Regions from separate parts of the Ovis aries genome. Here region 2 is linked to region 1. A link is a contact called in public Hi-C data. All regions are on one chromosome and are shown on one strand. The core of a region is the stretch at or near the end of the contact, and the rest is flanking DNA. Distances in the headings are between cores, read along the strand shown. Region 1 overlaps LOC121818603 (a long non-coding RNA gene). Region 2 overlaps BICD2 (BICD cargo adaptor 2).

What was found. A called contact is a pair of places that touch in the nucleus more often than the background predicts.
Region 2: a Hi-C map of liver shows a contact between it and region 1, with 3 times the contacts expected there. The contact joins two enhancer-like sites. A contact is called at or near these places in 12 of 16 Hi-C or Micro-C datasets (blood, hypothalamus, liver and 6 more).

The regions. Positions count from the first base shown.
Region 1 is chr2:28,553,195-28,556,493 of ARS-UI_Ramb_v3.0, reverse strand. LOC121818603 (a long non-coding RNA gene) reads left to right here. Exons shown (of 3, transcript XR_006058588.2): 3 at 1-492. Among named protein-coding and RNA genes, the nearest start is that of FGD3, 20 kb to the right of the region's middle. Within about 2 kb of position 1,408, at least 10 of the 54 cell types and tissues checked have an H3K27ac peak or open chromatin away from gene starts, as enhancers often do.
Region 2 is chr2:28,639,658-28,643,179 of ARS-UI_Ramb_v3.0, reverse strand. It overlaps BICD2 (BICD cargo adaptor 2), which reads right to left. Exons shown (of 6, transcript XM_060409036.1): 4 at 2,138-3,145; 5 at 1,738-1,889; 6 at 1-120. Among named protein-coding and RNA genes, the nearest start is that of IPPK, 15 kb to the left of the region's middle. Within about 2 kb of position 1,274, at least 4 of the 54 cell types and tissues checked have an H3K27ac peak or open chromatin away from gene starts, as enhancers often do.

The DNA.
Region 1 (3,299 bases), core at 159-2,658:
TATCAAATTACTCTAGTAAGTATACTCTATGAATTACCTTATTAAAGTGATGTAACATTTTAATTTTAAAATTCTAATATTTACAGCATGCTAAAAAATTATTCTTTGCCTCTCCTTGAACTTCCAATGAAGAACTATGTATCAACCAAAAAATTTTCATTATCAATAACTAAACATTTTTTTTTCTGAGAATCATTCTATTGGTGATGACAATACACATAAAACATAACTGCTCCTGAGTAACTAATAATTATCAAAGATTATAATTGTACAATATTGAGAACTTTAGCACAAAATATAATTATTGGAGGACAATTCCTCTACAATATTCTGTGGCCTCTGCCACACATCATCACGAATCTGCCACAGGTATACATATGTCCCCTCCTTCCTGAACGCCCTAATGAACATATTAGCACATTCTGTTTGCAAGTTGTTTTAATGCTACCACAAGTGTACATGTATAAATAAATTCATAGAGTGAGAAGTGAAGACTTTGAGGTTTCAAACCCTCTGTGTCCTCCCAGGCCCCTCACCAAGCGGACTTCAGTGGGCATTTGTAGGCTTGCAGACATTGAATTATGAAGATGTTTAATGAGGTCCTGGGCAGGGGAATGAAAGACACTCAGGTCCGGTGGGAAGCTGAGACACCACTGCTCAAGGCGTTGGCATACTGGGCCAGGAAAGATGGCTGGCCTGGGCAGTTTTCTGCTTCACACCCGTGCCCTAGGTCTGTTCAGTGCTGGCCAGTTGTGGTTTTCAAAAGTATGTGGCACACCATTCAGTCCAGGCTTATCACTTACAGAGGAATTGACCCCAGCGGGGCACATATCTCCTTGGTGATCTTGGCAGAAAGCTCCATGATAACCATATTCACCTTACTCACCTTACAGGTGCACAGTGGGAAACAAATGAGTAAGTCTGTGTCAAGTCACAGACAGGGCTCGGGAGCTGACATACCCTGAGGATCCAGGCTTCAGTTAGCGTTCTCCAAATGAGGGGTGCAGGCAAGCATGAGCGTAAAATGTGAGTGTGCAGGCAAGCCTGAATGTGAGAGACACACACCCCCCCCTACACCCATAGTCTCCAAACAAAGGACTCTTTAAGCAGATGAGTATTCCTTGTAGGCATGTGTTAAGTGTCCACACACTACATCATTGTGGTGATGAAGCATTTTAAATGCCCTGTTGCCACAGAATCTTCTAAAAAAAGTCTGCAAGAGAGAAGGTGGGTGGCAGAGGTGTTCAGAACAAGAAACAAGGCCCCTCACACCCTGCCAGGGCCTCCTCCTTGGCCCATGGTTGTAGAGACTCCCTGGCCCTACAGGTCCCACCAGCTCATCGCCCACCCTCCCCCACCCTTCCTGTTGCCATGGTGACGGTCGGCATCCCAGGCTGCGGGCTGCGGGCTGCACTCCCCTCACCCCTCCTGCTGGCTCTGGAGGAGCAGGCGGGCTTTGTCAGGGCTCAGCGTCTCCTTGCAGCTGTGAGATTAGACAGAAAAGAAAAGAGCCTGCCGTGGGTGCCACTGGGGCCCCTTGAGGCCTGGAACAGGGAGGCAGGGCCACTGCAGACCACCAGCCCCGAGCTCGTGGGGTTCCTGCCAGCCTCACCCTGGACTAACTGCCCACAGCACAGCGTGCCCAGAGAGAGGAGGCCTGCGGCGCCCCAGCGTGGGAGACTGGGGTGGCTTCCTGCTCCTCGGTGACCTGCCTGGGATCTCAGGCAGCAAGCTGTCCCAGGCAGGAGTGGCCAGTGGGGCTGCCCAGGCCTGTGGGTGCCCCCTGTCTCTGCTTGTTTGTGAGTTTCATGGGTTTCCTCTCCAAGGGAAGGCGGTGAGTAGACCAATGCCTGAAAAGGGGAGAGTTTTTCTCGTTTCGAGCGGCGTTGAAATCCTGGGTGTCACTTCCCTGGGTTCCTTGGGTGCTGTTTATTCTCCGGGGTTGTCGTTCTGGGGTTGGAGTGCTCCTGCTGCATAACTTGAGGAGGGGGTCTATCTCCATTTGAGCACACCACAGTCTAGGCTTGACAACCTGGGCTGACTTTGCTGAGCGGTCCCTGGCTCTTGAACAAAATTGTCCAGAATATTTTTTGAACAAATGTAGGATGTTGGGTTCTGTGATGGGGCCTGGTTTAATTCTGGATTTCCCTCACCCTCACCCCACTCTTTCTTTTTTTTTCCCCCCTTTTTAAATGGATGGGAAGGGAGTAGACTAGGTGCTTTAGAAATACCCCTGCGTGAGGTTGCCAGGATAACAGGGATTTCATATGTCAGGATTGTCTTTTTTTTTAAAGTAGACTTTATTACTGTTATTTTAGTTTTAGGTTCACAGCAAAGCTGAGGGGCAGGTAGAGAGATTTCTCATATAACTCCCCAGCCGCTTCTCCCTGCCTCCCCCATTGTCAGCATCCCTCACCAGGGCAGTGTGTCTGTTACAACTGATGAACCTACTTCGACACATCATAATCACCCAGAGTCCACGTTTTACATTAGGGTTCACTCTAGGTGTGTACATTCTGTGGGCTTGGACAAATAGCAGGTATCCACCTTCATAGTATTGTACACGGTAGTTTCACTGCTCTAAAAATCCTTTGTACTCCACCTAGTCATCCCTCCTCCCTTAAACCCCGGCAAGTCCTAACTCAGGAATTTTTCCAGAATGTCACACTGTTGGAATCATACAGTCTGTAACCTTTTCAGATTGTCTTCTGTCACTTAGTAACCTGCATTTTAGGTTCCAGAGTTGTCTTATTATTTCTCTTTCTCACTTACTTTCTTTTATATTAAGAAAACCAGCCCTTCAGATAAATGTGGATAAGGGGATTTTTTTCTCTAAAGAGAGTGTAAAGTGCTTATTCCCAGGTTCTTGGTGACCCCAGGCTGTCCCTGGCTCTTTGGTGGTGGGTTCCCTATCTACATCTATGAATCAGGACAGTGAGAAGGTGTAGGCTGTCGTTGTGGGTTTCTAGGGTGACTGGGGGATGCAGCGTCACTGCTTGAATTAGCTTGAAGTAAAAAGAATGAGTCGGTGTGGGGGGTCTGTGCACACATGTGCTCAGACTCAATTCAAATGACAGCAGCTCACCTCAACCCCAGATAGGCTGTTCACGAGAGGTGATATTGTGCAGGCTTATTTTGTGGCTTTTCCTTCCCTGTGTCTAGCCAGTTGGTCAGCTGAAGGCCAGCTGTCTTTGGATGCAGCGCCTGCTCTGTGTAGACAAGAGGGTGATAGGCAAGCCAGGTTGGGCTGGATCCCACTGGCACAGAGAACCCATCAAGCAGAGCTTGGGTTGGGCCTC
Region 2 (3,522 bases), core at 25-2,524, 87 kb before region 1:
GTCAGTGCCAGCTTCTGCTGGATGGCCATGCGCAGCAGTGAGTTGAGTGTCTTCTTCTCATCCTCGGCAGCTGCTAGCTGCCGCTGCATCTCATCCAACTGTGTGATGTATTCGTCACATCTGTGGGGAGGCAAGAGGCAGAGCGTGGCTGAAGGACCTGGGAGAGCCAGCAGAGCACGTGACCATGGTCCCCATGCTGAGAGCTCCAGGTGCAGGCGTGCTAAGTAGTTTCAGTTGTGTCCAACTCTGTGCGGCCCTATGGACTATAGCCCATCAGGCTCCTCTGTCCAAGGGATTCTCCAGGTAAGAATGCAGGAGTGGGTTGCCATGCCCTCCTCCAGGGGGATCTTTCCGACCCAGGGATCGAACTAGCGTCTCTTAAGTCTCCTGCGTTGGCAGGAGGGTTCTTTACCACCAGTGCAACCTGGGAAGCCAAGCTCCAAGTGAGGAGACTATGATAATATTCATCAGCTTACTGAGCTACAAATGAAGAGGATGTGCCTTTCTGAGGTTTGGTTTTCTCCGAGAGGGATTCTCTAAAGCCAGTTTTCACTAAAGGAGGCAGTGGATGGTGCCCTTGAAGACCTCCAGCTGGCCCAGGGGAGCAAGTTAGGGGTGTGATGTCACTTGGCTCTCAGGATGTGGGGATAAACCCGAGGACAGGAATCTGTTTGTTCTTGGAATAGCCCAGGCACACAGCAGGTGCTTAGTAAGTCTGGGACAAACAGCCAACTAGGGCCTAGGAAAAGCACACGTGGGTGCCATAAACAGCCCCATTTGAGCATCTGCCAACTGACACGGGCCCTCTACCTGGGTAAGGATCTGGGCGAGAAATGCCCACTCTGGTCTGCCCCTGAGGGAGGGAGTGGCTGAGAGGTGGTGGTGGGCACACACACCCCACACCCCCATCCACCAAGGCCAAGGACCATCAGCAAGTTTCAACCTTTGCCCAGAGGTTTGCCATCTTGGCTCCATCTGAGAAGTCACAATTTTAAATAACGTAAGTTATGGGAGCAAAGGTCAACATACCATGTGCTACAGGACTAACTAAAATCTTTCCCAAACACTTTGCCCAGAAGGAGGGAGCTTTGTCCCCCTCCTCCCACATCGCTGCAATGCAGGGAGTGCCCAGCACCTTGACACAGGTGAAGCAGACCCTGAGCTCAGTTCCAACCTATTTAACCAGGAGTCTCAGCCCCCCAGCCCTGAGGACACACCAGGCCTCTCCAGAGAACGCCCCTGGTGCTTGACTGACTGTGGCCAGCAGATGGCACCAAGCCTCTCTGAATAGGGAGACACCCAGAACCAGGCCCCAAAGCAGCCTCCAGCTCCGCACTTGCCCAGGATTGCTGGCCACAGGACTGGCCTAAACAAAGATGCTGCCCACCACCCCCAACAAACTCCAACTGGTAGGGTCAGAGTGGGAGCACTATGACCTCACCACTGCTCAGAGGGGAACCCTTCTTCTAAAATATACGAACTTTCCACCAAGTTCTGGAAAGCAAGCTCCTCATTTGTTATCAGTGGCTTGCCCACTTTCCTGCTTCTCCTTCAAAGCTCAAGCCTCCAGCCTGGCCACTAAGGACCCACCCTCATAGCCTTTTGCTTCCAACTTCCTCATTTTACACCAAGTGGAGACAAAACTTGGGCCCCTGGGTTCTCACAAATAGCAGAAATGGAAATTTCCCACAGGGCCAGGTTCCCGGGCTGCCGAGCAGCAACAACAGAGAGCCATACCTGGTGGCAAACATAGCACGCAGCGAGGAGAAGGTGGCCGCGTCCTCCTTGAGGGCCTTGAGCTCGTTGCGCAGCTTCATCATGGTCTCAGTCACCATCGCCTTCTCGTTCTCGTACTTGCTCTTTAGGTTGGCAAGGGCCACCTCTGCCGTCTGGGGGGTCAGAGTTGTAAAAGACAGGCAGACGAGGTGTCAGGAGGGGTCCGCTGCCTTGGTGAGCACCACAGATCAAGGCCCCAACCAGCCCTGGGCCCGAGACCCAGCCCCTCCCCACAGCACTGAGGTGAGGTTTTCTCCCATCTTTTCTTAGAGCTGGGACAGGACAAGATGGGAAGCCAGGGAGGCTGAGAAAGCCCCCACCCACCTACCCACCCACTGCTGGACCCGAGCACCATGCACACCTGCTTATTGGCCTTGAGCACCGTGCGCAGGGTGGTGATCTGCTCCCGCTTGGTGCTGAGCAGCGACTTCAGCTTCAGGATCTCCTCCATGAGTGCCTCCCGGTCCTTGTCGGCAGCTGGGCCCAGCTCCTGTGAGGCCAGGCGCTGCCGTGACAGCTCTGTGGTGCGGTCCACGGCCGCCTGCAGGTGCCTGATCTGATCGCGGATGATGGCAATCAGGTTGTAGATGTTCATGGGCTCTCGGCGTGGGTCACTCAGGGGTGAGGGCAGAGAGGAGCCAGGCGAGGGGCTGCTGTCCCTGGCCCTACCCTCTGCGGGGGGTGGGCCCTTGGGCAGGACAGGTGAGCGGCGCTCACGGGTCTCAGGGCTACAGCTGCCAGTGCCAGCCGGGCCCTCACGGTAGTAGTCTAGCACCACACGTGTGGGTGTCTCATTGTTGCACATGCATACATGGTGGTAGAGATTGGCCAGTTCCTCGCTGAAGGTCACCAGCTCATCCTGGGCCACGCTCAAGCTGCCTTGTGTCTCGCCGGCAACATCGCTCACCTTCTTCAGCTCTGCCTGCAGCCGTGCCAGGAGCTCACGGTCCTGGCAACTGGCTTTCTCCAACAGGGAGACCTTCTCAGTGAGCGCCTGGCTCTCGGCCTCATGCCGGCCCTTCTCCTCGGCGTGCTGGGCCTCACTGGCCTCGTGTGCACTGCGCAGGGCCTTCAGCTGCTCCCGGAGGTCGCCCGCCTCTGCCACGGCCACACGGTACTTGCAGGCCAAGATCTCAGGCCCGTTGATGTCCACCTCGTAGTAGTCACCGTCTTCATGGCTGTCTCGCTCCTTCTCGCTGTCCAGCGCGGTCCGCCGCTCCTTGCTGGCCTGCAGGCGTCGCAGAGCACTCAGGTTCTCTGTGAGGCGGCTCACCTCTGCGTGCTGCTCGGACAGGGCCCCTCGCGCCTGCTCCAGCTGCTTCTGTGTGTCCTGCAGTGTTGCCAGCAAGCCCACCTTCTCCCGCTCCACCTGCAAAGGCAGAGAAAGGGACCGTCAACAGCCCTCTGCCCTCAGAGAACCCCTGGTCAGTCCCATGAAGACCCTGTCCGTACCACATTCATCACCCTGCTGAGCTCTCTGTGATAAATCTGGGTCGAGGTGTCATGTGTGGGGCCATGATGGCTCCTCCCCCTGCCCAGCTGTTTGTGGGGCCAAGTGAGTCCCTCCTTAGAGACATGCAGCAAACCAAGAGGCTGTGATGCAGAGCCTGGGGTTCTGTTCTGTTGGGGCAGGAAACCCTGACGTGTCTAAAGGACACCGCATGGGAAACCATATGTGGAGACCTCAGAGAGGTGTTAAACCTCTGGTGGTGCCCAAACTCATAACCAGAAAACTATTTCTCTGGG